Regions from separate parts of the Danio rerio genome. Here region 2 is linked to region 1. A link is a contact called in public Hi-C data. All regions are on one chromosome and are shown on one strand. The core of a region is the stretch at or near the end of the contact, and the rest is flanking DNA. Distances in the headings are between cores, read along the strand shown. Region 1 holds the start of ppp2r3b (protein phosphatase 2, regulatory subunit B'', beta). Region 2 overlaps slc25a6 (solute carrier family 25 member 6).

The links. A called contact is a pair of places that touch in the nucleus more often than the background predicts.
Region 2: a contact with region 1 is called in a Hi-C map of an unstated tissue, with 3 times the contacts expected there. The contact joins the enhancer-like site here to the promoter of ppp2r3b in region 1. A contact is called at or near these places in 3 of 18 Hi-C or Micro-C datasets (caudal fin, hematopoietic stem cells and an unstated tissue) and 1 of 4 datasets of contacts at active chromatin or transcription factors (caudal fin).

What each region holds. Positions count from the first base shown.
Region 1 is chr9:36,199,186-36,204,648 of GRCz12tu, reverse strand. ppp2r3b (protein phosphatase 2, regulatory subunit B'', beta) reads left to right here and starts at 2,865. Exons shown (of 14, transcript XM_689298.10): 1 at 2,865-2,935; 2 at 5,061-5,463. The coding sequence starts at 5,171.
Region 2 is chr9:36,556,880-36,562,342 of GRCz12tu, reverse strand. slc25a6 (solute carrier family 25 member 6) reads left to right here. Exons shown (of 4, transcript NM_001128732.1): 2 at 482-968; 3 at 3,120-3,260; 4 at 3,369-3,888. The coding sequence ends at 3,526. Among named protein-coding and RNA genes, the nearest start is that of slc25a6, 4.3 kb to the left of the region's middle. Within about 2 kb of position 3,247, at least 4 of the 62 cell types and tissues checked have an H3K27ac peak or open chromatin away from gene starts, as enhancers often do.

The sequences.
Region 1 (5,463 bases), core at 1,616-4,115:
TATAGTGCTTTTACAATGTGGATTGTGTCAAAGCAGCTTCACGTAAATGGTCATAGTAACTGGATCAGGGTAGTTCAGTTTTTAGTGTTTAAGTTCAGTTTAGCTCAGTTAAGTGTGGTTTGAAGTCATTATTGAGAGTCCAAACACTGAAGAGCAAATTCATCGATGAGTAGCTTTTCAGATCCTGAACCAAATAAAAAAGAGCATTTTGCATGGTTGAATTGTTTCTGAAACATTTTCTAAAAGTGACATTTAAAATGAAAATGCCGTTCATTTTTTTTTGTGTAATATGTTTACAATTAACATTAACAAGGTCATTGTTAGATATATTGTATGGAAAGTTTGGGACCTTAGCAGGGGAAGAGCTGGGACAAAGTAACATGGGATGAAAGCAACAAAGTGATTTTCTCGAACTCTGACAACATTTTATTCCCAGGCTATAACAGCACATTCAGCATGCAACCCTCGATGGAGCTGCCAAATATCATGTGATTTCTTGTGTCCCACAGTTATCTCCAAATTTCAGTTTTTAAGTGCAATAAGTAAATTATTGAAGTGGTTCTTTTTTCCTTATTACATATTGTGTTTCTCATGTGTCACACTAATGATCAATCTACAAGTTATTTAATGCAATAGCACACCCTTGAGTTTGAAATGTCTGAGTTTTAAATTGCAAGAGTTCCTGTGGGCACAAAAGTAACACGTATTTTTGTCCTGCTGCTAATAGACATGCCTTATTTTTCACTTCCACATTAGTTTTCAGTTTTTTTATTCATATGTTTTATAAGATTATTGCATGTAGCCAATAATAATAAAAAAGAGCATTTTGCATTGTTGAATTGCTTCTGAAACATTTTCTAAAAGTGACATTTAAAATGAAAATGCCGTTTATTTTTTTTGTGTAATATGTTTGCAATTAACATTAACAACGTTATCGTCAGATTTATTTCAAATAAACAAGATTGAGCCAGTAAATCTAGCAAATATTGTTGTTTTACTTTTGACCCACCCGTGTGTTACTTTCGTCCCAGTCTATGGGCTCAAAAGTAACAATGTGTTAAACAAAGTAACTTTTGTTCAAAGCAGGGGTTTCTAAACTTTTTCTTACGAAATCCTAAAAACCAAACTTGATTGAGGCTAGTGGGCCAAAGGTGAATATAGTTGCAATGGGTAATTTCCTAGTTTATTTAATAATATTTTTAAAAAGATTAGAAAACATTGCTTTATATAAACTAATACAGTATTTTTTTTTTTCATTATTAAGGAACTTATTATGGTTTCACCCTGCCCCCCCGCCACCCACCCACCCCCCCATGCGGTACAGGTGAATTGCGTAGACTAAAGTGTCTATAGTGTATGAGTGTGAATGGGTGTGTGGATGTTTCCCAGAGATGGGTTGTGGCTGGAAGGGCATTCACTGAGTAAAAAATGAGCTTGATAAGTTGGTGGTTCATTCCGCTGTGGCGACCCCGAATTAATAAAGGGACTAAGTCGAAAAGAAAATGAATGAATGAATGAATGAACTTATTACAGTAAAAACAAAACTATCAAATTTATAACAGACTTACACTGGTTTTTGCCTTGATTTGTTCCCTGATGTCTTCTGCATAGACCTTTATTCGACTAACAGTATTTACATAAAAAAATTTTAAAAATCTGATTCATTTACAAAATTTAATTGAAACATTTAATTTCAGTTAGCTTTTTTTATCTCAGCAATAAAACAAAAAAGGTTAAGTCAAATTAGAAACTACAATCTCTGTTAAAGGCATTAGCCCCAATCCTCTCCATCATAATCACTCTCCTCCCAGACGGGATGCTGGGCCCAATCAAAGGTTACAGTGGGACAATTTAGGCCCGCGGGCCTTACTTTGGGCATCTCTATTATATATTGATACAAAATAACACCAGATTTTGAAACACTATTGTGAGTTAGTAACCACAGCAAAATAGTTTTGCTAAAAACATTATAAAATGTTATAAAATTCTTTTAAAATTTAGGTTTTTATGAAAAATGTTTCTTTTGTCCCCGCTTTCACCAACTGTATAACTGAATAAATAAATTAACTTGAAGTAGTTTCAGAGGATGGGTGAGATTATTATTATTATTATTCATTCATTAACTCATTTTTTTCGATTTATTCCCTTTATTAATCTGGGGTTGCTATAGCTGAGTAATTCACTAACGTATCCAGCATGTTTTTCCCGCAGTGGATGCCCTTCTAGCTGCAACCCATCAGCGCATGTATTTCGATTTGTGGGTGAAACCGGAGCACCCTAAGGAAACCCACACAAGCACAGGGTGAACATGCAAACTACATACAGAAATGTCAACTGACCCAGCTGATGCTTAAACCAACGACCTTCTTGCTGTGAGGTGATTGTGCTACCCACTGCACCACCATGACGCCCCTATTCTTATTATTATTTCAGTAAAATAGAAAGAAATTAGTAAATTCATCAGTAAATTAGAATTGTTCTAAGCAAACTCATGCTTTGTCATTTATGTTATGTTTGTTGTCATATAGGCTATGTTGAACTCCTGTGCTTTGTTTTTTATCGTTTAAATTCAGCTCAGTGGCAAAAATATATATATATATTAATTAATACTGCTGAGTAATTTTTTTCTATAACTACTAGTAGAATATTTTACACCTTTAAACAAAAACCTGTTTATGCAATGTTTCGTTCGGAGTCAAAACGTTCACTTCAGACAATGAATCGGATAATTCGACTCTGTAATCAAGTGAAATGCAATTCCTTTTGCGAATCGATTCTTTAAAAGAACCGCTTTTAATGAACGAGTCTTTCGCGTGTGTTCGCCACTCTCGCGATATAAACTTTTCCCGGTTACCTGAGGAGACGAGAGTTTGGTTCAAAGTGTACCCCTATTGGAATGAACAAAAACAAACAAAAATCTTCTTTATAACTGCAGGTAGAGTAATGCAAACCAGTTACCGTTTACTTTGTCGTGTTTACCGGCTGACTGTACGTTTCTTTATCTATGTTACGAAATGCTGGCGGTGTTTATGTAATAGTTTGTCCGTTAGCAGTGAGAGTATATGCTCCGTGTTAGTCTGCTAGCAACAGCAACAAACCAGTTTATTTCTCTCGTGTTTCAGCTAACTTGGGGTTCTGCCTAAACGCTTAACGTGTGTGAAATTGTGAGTTAAATAAGGTGAACTTGAATTGGGATAATTTGGTGTGTTCTCCACTTTCGCCATCCGCGGTGGGATGTTTATAAACCGTAACGTTAGTTTACAATAGCATAGTTGGTTCAGATACTAGTACTTTAAGTGACTTATAATAGAATTCAATAAAAGCACATCTTGCTTTCACGGAGTTTAAAGGTTGTTGTTTGTGACATTTGAAGCCAACGGCAAGTTAAACACTTTAAGTTACTGGTATAAAGTTGGTTTCAGATTCTCACATTCGTTCAGTCATTATTTGTGAGACGACATATCTTGTTTTCCATACTTTGAATATTCAGTCTTAAATCGCATGCAAGTATGACTTGAAAACAACATTAGCACTGTCTGACTGTGAGCAATGATGTACTTTTTTATTATTGCAATAGCAGGCAACTACAACAGGTAGAAATGCAAACAGTTAGATGTATAACAAACAATACAAACTGCAACAGGAGAAATGCGACACTTTTAAAGAAATATAATAAAGGTAAAGCAAAAGAAAGACAATGAGGAAGAAAAAGAAACAAAAACTAAATAAATAAATGAGGGCACATGAAAAAAATAATACAAATTAATGTAGTATATTAAATAAAACACATGTTTTATAAGTTTTAATTGTTTTCTTGTTATGAGACTGCGATATCAATGTTGTTCTTTAATTGTCATTGGCTGCTTATATGCAAATAATACTTTTCTGAGATTATATCATTAAGAAGAAAGTCTGAATGTGCAAATATAAAGCCAATTTTACCCTAGTTAAAACCCTTTAAGTAACGTTACTATCATTAAACATGATCGTAACGTTTTGGCAGGGAATTAATTAACATTGCATTGCTATTTTGTTAGGACACAGTGATATATGTTGCTTAGTTGTGTGAGATCATAATCAAACAGCTGTCTATATTTTTACCCATTTTACACACATGGAAAATAAATTGTATAAAGATTTTTTTATTGTTGTTGTACTGTATATTCATTTGTTAAATGTATTCAGTTTCATTCATTCATTTTCTTTTTGGCTTAGCCCCTTTATTAATCAGGGCTCACCACAGTGGAATGAACCACCAATTTATCCAGCATATGTTTTACGCAGCGGATGCCTGTCTAGCTGCAACTTATGACTGAGAATCACACACATGCACTACGGACAATTTTAGCTTACCCAATTCACCATTTAGTGTCTTTGGACTTGTGGGGAAAACCAGAGCACCCGGAGGAAACACACACCAACACAGGGAGAACATGCAAACTCCACATTGAAATGCCAACTGACCCAGCCGGGGCTCAAACCAGCGACCTTCGTGCTGTGAGGCGTTTGTGCTATTCACTGCGCCACTGTGACACCCAAATGTATTCAGTTTGTTTAAATTGTTTTCCTTAACATTTTTTGTTTACATTTTATTTTTGCCCGTCAAACACATACCATTTTCTTTAGATTTGGTTGCATTGAGTATTTGTTCAGTTTGTTACAAATATAAACTACTACACAAATTGATATGCATGAACAAAGCATTTGTCGTTTACATGTTTTTTATGCACTTTAAATAGGTTGTGAATTTTGCAACATGGTTTACTAGGGTAAAATTGGTTTTATATTCGCACATTGAAACTTCCTACTGAATGATATGATCTCAGAAACGTCTTCTTTTCTATTCTCAATAGGGAAATCATATTAGCAGCCAATGAACTATCAAAATACAGCATTGTTCACAGTCAATGTTGTTTTGAAGTCATACTTGCATGCAATGTCAGAGCAAATATTCAAAGTAACATAGTGATAATTGTATTGTCTCACAAGTTATGGCTGAATGAATATGAGGATTTTTAACCGGTACATAGTTTTATAGTGCTTTCTGCTTTCTTTTTCAGGTATTTTTCATCTTTATTTATTTATTTGACTTTTATTTATTTTTTTATTTAATTTTTTTTTTTTTTTTTTTTTTTTGGAGAAAATCTTGTCTGCATGAAGAAAACCAGAAATGGCATCACCACAAACACTTCAACCTGTCCTGAAAATGAAGGTCGACGAGCTCTTCCTCTTTTGGTTGAGTGAGCCGAGTACTCAGGCGATGCTAAAAGACTACCTCAACAAAATCAAGAGTGGAGAAGAAATAGATCTAAGCCATGGTGAATTCAAGGGCACAAGCACTTTGATGTTCACTGAAAACAACAATAACAATATAGCATCAAAGATTAATGCAACGGAGAGGATGAGTGCGGCCCTTGGTGCCCCGTGCAGTCCTCCTTCGGCCACGCTGCCATCTGCGACTGG
Region 2 (5,463 bases), core at 1,998-4,497, 360 kb before region 1:
TTGAAATATAAATTGTTTATCATTACATACCAGTCTCAACTATCAAAATACAACAATCATGTTTCATGTAGAAAGCAAACACTAAGCAAACAGTATACTATACATCAGCATTTTGGATTCATTTTAGTTTGTTCTATCATGAAACATTAGAAAACAATAGCATACCCCCATGCATTTATTAGGGCCAGGCTTTCAGTGTATTTTCAAATAAATACTTATAAAAATCTTCTGTCAAAAGCATCTTTAGACCTCAGAAGGCACTTTAATGCATATTGTTTATTCTCATGCATAGCCAAAAGAACTGAAGTCATGCAAACTCATTACTAGACCTTATTTAGCATATTTAGAGGGTTTTAATTCCAGTCCGTCCCGGTAAAACACCAATCCAATATTAAACCATCAGATGGATGTGCTGCAGGACCAACAAACCACAAAACCCAGACAACATTTAACTCTCAAAATGTTGCTTCTCACTTTTCAGGTACAACATGCCAGCAAGCAGATCAGCGCAGACAAACAGTACAAAGGTATTGTCGACTGTATTGTGAGGATTCCTAAGGAGCAAGGCTTTGCTTCTTTTTGGCGTGGCAACCTTGCCAATGTCATTCGCTATTTCCCCACACAAGCTCTAAACTTTGCCTTTAAGGACAAATACAAACAGATCTTCTTGGGTGGTGTTGATAAACACACACAGTTCTGGAGATACTTTGCTGGCAACTTGGCTTCAGGTGGAGCTGCAGGAGCCACTTCTCTTTGCTTCGTCTACCCGCTGGATTTTGCCCGTACTCGGCTGGCTGCAGATGTCGGGAAAGCTGGCAGCACCAGAGAGTTCAGCGGGCTGGCTGACTGCCTGGCCAAAATCTTTAAGTCAGATGGCTTACGAGGGCTGTACCAGGGGTTCAACGTCTCCGTCCAGGGCATCATCATTTACAGGGCGGCCTACTTTGGAGTCTATGACACTGCTAAAGGTAATAGGTTTGTGATTAAGATGATGAGGATGAGTTTCCAGCTCTCAAAATAAGTTAAAAGTTAAAATATTTAAATAGATATAAAAGTAGCCTGAGGTTCAATACAATGTTTTAAAAAAAGAAAAATGTACAGACTTCATTTGAGTTGAAAAAAAAGTGCAATGCAACCTGTATAAAACATTTCTTGAATTAACACATTTTTATGCGAGTGTAGTTCATATTTTGAGTGTAGTGGTAAACAGAATGCAGAATTGTAATTTTATCATTTGGACATTAATTTAATAAATTAATAAATAAATAATAAATTACAATAAATAAATAAAAATTAATTGAGATATGTTATAGGCTGGCAGTAAAATATATATTTTTAGCATCGATATCGCCATGTGTGAGTCTGCAATGTAGTTAGGATTATAGTTGACCAGACATTACAGTCAACAACATAGTGGAGTAATTTTATATTTTAACCTTAGAGTCAAAGTTTATTATTTACATGTGTTTTTAACACTTGATTGTAAGAATTTCTAAGCCATTTGGGCACAATAATTAAAATGTTTTTTGCTTAAAGCTGAATTTTACATTATATAAATTACTACTTACTCAATTAAAACAATAGTGTTATTGTTATAATTATAAGCTAATTATGTAATTTCTGTTTCTGAATACTATTTGACTGGCCGTAAAATCATAAATCATTGTTTATTTGAATCCTTTCACTGTTGTATTTAACTTTATTTACCATTTTTTAAATGATATTTTATTCAGATACGTTCCCTATACAGAATCATCCCAATCGATTTAAAATTATGATTTTTTTCTAGCTCTTCAAGTCGTCTGCTGAAATTGCTTTTATATCGCAATATATATTGCACTAAATGAAAATATTGCAGTGTTAGTTTTTTCAACATCATGCAGCCCATATTCTACTATATGATTGTGTAACTGTTGTCGTTTTCAAATTAATATTTTTAATATATGCTAAAGCATTTGTGTGATTCAGATGATGATAATGAGTTGTGCATCACTTACTGTAAAAACATTTCTGTTAAATATCTGTATTTTTACAATGTAAAAAAGTTAAATGGATAATGGTAGAAAATGACCAATTCAGTTTCCATTAAATTTACAGATATTTCCTGAAAGCTGTAATAAAACATTATCATTTTGCCAATGTAACATATATTTATGGTTTGTAGAAGTAAACATAATCTAGAATTGTATTTTAATTGTTTGAACATAGAATAATGGACTAAAAATGAATAGAAGTTATAACAAGGCATAATAAGAACATTAAAAACAAACCCAAAATTTGGCTTGTCGAATCCTGATTTATATATATATATATATTATACATATATAATAGATCAGCATGCTAGACAAATATAGTAATAAAAAAATGTATTTATGTATCTCATCACTCAATCACACACAATCTTTGTGGCCCGGCTGGACTAACACATAATTTCAGAGCATGTGTTACTTCTTTCTCCTTAAATGGTGCATATGCACAAAGACTTTTAATTTTAGCCAGCCAGCCTCAGTGCTTCTGGTTGAGTTGTCTTTCCATTATAAAGTTGCCATGTTTAGGGTCTGATTTCTTTAAAATCAGCAATCTTCGCTGCCTGATATATATAAAATATATATATATATATATATATATATATATATATATATATATATATATATATATATATATATATATATATATATATATATATAGTGGGTCTCAGACTGGACAAGAAGCACTTCAATAAATTACATTTTCCCTCACCATGTCTTTAAAATATGACAGTTTATTTTACCCTAGTATTTTTAATGGAGTTTCTGCGCTCGACTGCTGCTCCTGTTGGTGCTATCTGATACACGGCCCTTCATCTAGTTTTATGCTTGAACAACTAAATGAATGCTTAAGTCTGTTTAACTGAATGTATTGTAATTACATTACAACATCAATGCTGTAAAAACAACCTTATAAAATTGAAAATAGTCACATTAACATTTCACCGGAAGTTTATCTTTGGCTGAAAAACACTAATAGTGCATAGAGCCCATTCAGCCTGTATTGTGGCTATTTTTATTGTTATTTACACTGCCAGTTCTTCTTAATCATGTCGAATTTATGCATGGTTTCTTGATTACGCTGATGTGCAGGCATGCTTCCCGATCCAAAGAACACCCACATTATGGTCAGCTGGATGATTGCACAAACTGTGACAGCAGTGGCTGGCGTGGTCTCCTACCCATTCGACACTGTGCGTCGTCGCATGATGATGCAGTCTGGGCGCAAAGGAGGTATGCAGTACACACAAGCTCAAACATATGCACTCATTTGAATAACTCGCTGTTCTCCACCAAGTGTGCATTTATTTCAGCTCAAGCCCTTGTCTTTTGTTTTCCCAGCGGATATTATGTACACTGGAACCCTTGACTGCTGGAGAAAGATCGCTCGTGATGAGGGCAGCAAAGCGTTCTTCAAAGGGGCTCTGTCTAATGTACTCAGAGGAATGGGGGGCGCTTTTGTTCTCGTGCTTTATGATGAATTCAAGAAGTATATTTAAACTACTGTATATATACTAAATGGAAGTAGAGTAGCTTTTACCACAGCGCTTTATTAAGCTTTAACCAAACCCTCTCCACTATGCACAGATGCGGTCTTGGTTAAATTGTGTTAGAGAACACTTTAGCGAGTCATATTTTTAAATATTTGTGTTTGTTGCTGCATTTGTTGTGTTTAAGACATGTTCTTTCTTTTTAAGACAATGTTTTCTGAAAAGAAAGCAACAGTGTGTTATTTAAAAGGATAGTTTTCATAAAAATTAAACGTTAGTTTACTCATGCTCAGGCAATTTAAATGCAGGTGATTTTTTTTATTCATTAATACATTAAAACAAATATATTTAGTGGGAATAACCCTTGGTGATGCATAATATTCTACAGCTCCTGCACTGTAAAAAATACTGGTTGGCTTATTTTTAAGCGGAATTAAATTAACCTTATGAGTCCTTTGAACATTGTTTAACTGACTTAAAACAGCTTGCGTAACTTATCAAATTAAAGTCAGAACATAATTAACTCAGTTTGATAAGTTACAATGAACTAAAAACATATGTCGTCATGACTAATTGGTCATATAAGTTTTACAGTGTGGCATTTTAGGGGTCAAAAAACAAAGAGGCTACACATAAACATATATAGATCAATATCATCAGGAGCCACGGCTATTAGTTTTGTTGTACCTTAAAATGTTTCTCCATCTCTCAAAGATTACGTAACTCTTAAATCACCACGAACCAGTGTTGGGCAAGTTACTTCAAAAAGTTTTTTTTTAATTACAGATTACATTTTTAATGTATTTAAATTACTTTTCTAATTAGTTTGTCAGTAAGTAACATAAAGAATAAATAAGGAATTTAATTACTTGGAGCAATACTGCTTAAAACTTCTCTAAGTTTCCATGCATATGCAATAGAACTCTTTTAATTCTTGAAATTGGAGTCAAAAAGGGCCTTTTAGCATAAAAAAATGAACACTTATCCACATTTATCAATTAAGATATGTAAAAAAAAATTATGTATAAAACATGAAAGCTTAACGTAATTACAACATTTTTATACATAGCATATAATGTCAATAATTTTTTACTCAATTTGTTGTGTCTTAAGCATGTGCAACGTGATAAATGTAAACGTCTTTGCTTAAAAATAGAGATATTCTACTAAAGTAATTTGATTGCTTCTTTGAAGTGATTTATACAGAACTGTTGAATTTATTTACAGTATGTAAGGCAAGTATATTATAAATAACTAATTAAATTACCTCAAAATGGAAAAGTAGTTTAATTACAGTAACTAATTTGTAGGGTGATACGATTGCTTAGTGGTTAGCAGGAAGGAAAATGATTGAATGAATGTTAAAATTCTATGTAAATTACTTTTCTAATTATTTTGTATGGAAGTAACATAAAGAATAAATAAAAAATGCATTACTTGACTCAATACTGCTTAAAATTCCTATAAGTTTCAATGCATAGAAAATCTGTTTAAATTATTTAAATTGGAGTCAAACAGGGCCTTTTAGCGTAAAACACAATTAGCACTTAAGAATTGTTAAAAGTATGTGTATCAAAACGTGAAAGTTTAATTGTTATTACACCATTTTTTACACATAGCATATATTGTCATTATTTTTTTACACAATTTGTTGTTTCTTAAGCATGTGCAACAGGATAAATGTAAACGTCTTTGCTTAAAAATTTTAATATTTTGCTAAAAGTATATGATTGCTTCTCTGAAGCGATTTATACAGAACTGTTGAATTTACATACGCCAAATATATTATAAGTAGGCCCACACAGAATCTGTGCGCAGAAATCTGCAGATTTTTAGCCCATCGTTATGTCTATGTATGTGTGTAATTTTATATTTATTCAGTTTTTAAATTAATTTTACTAATATTATTGTGATATAATCATAGTAATATTGAAATGTTCATATGA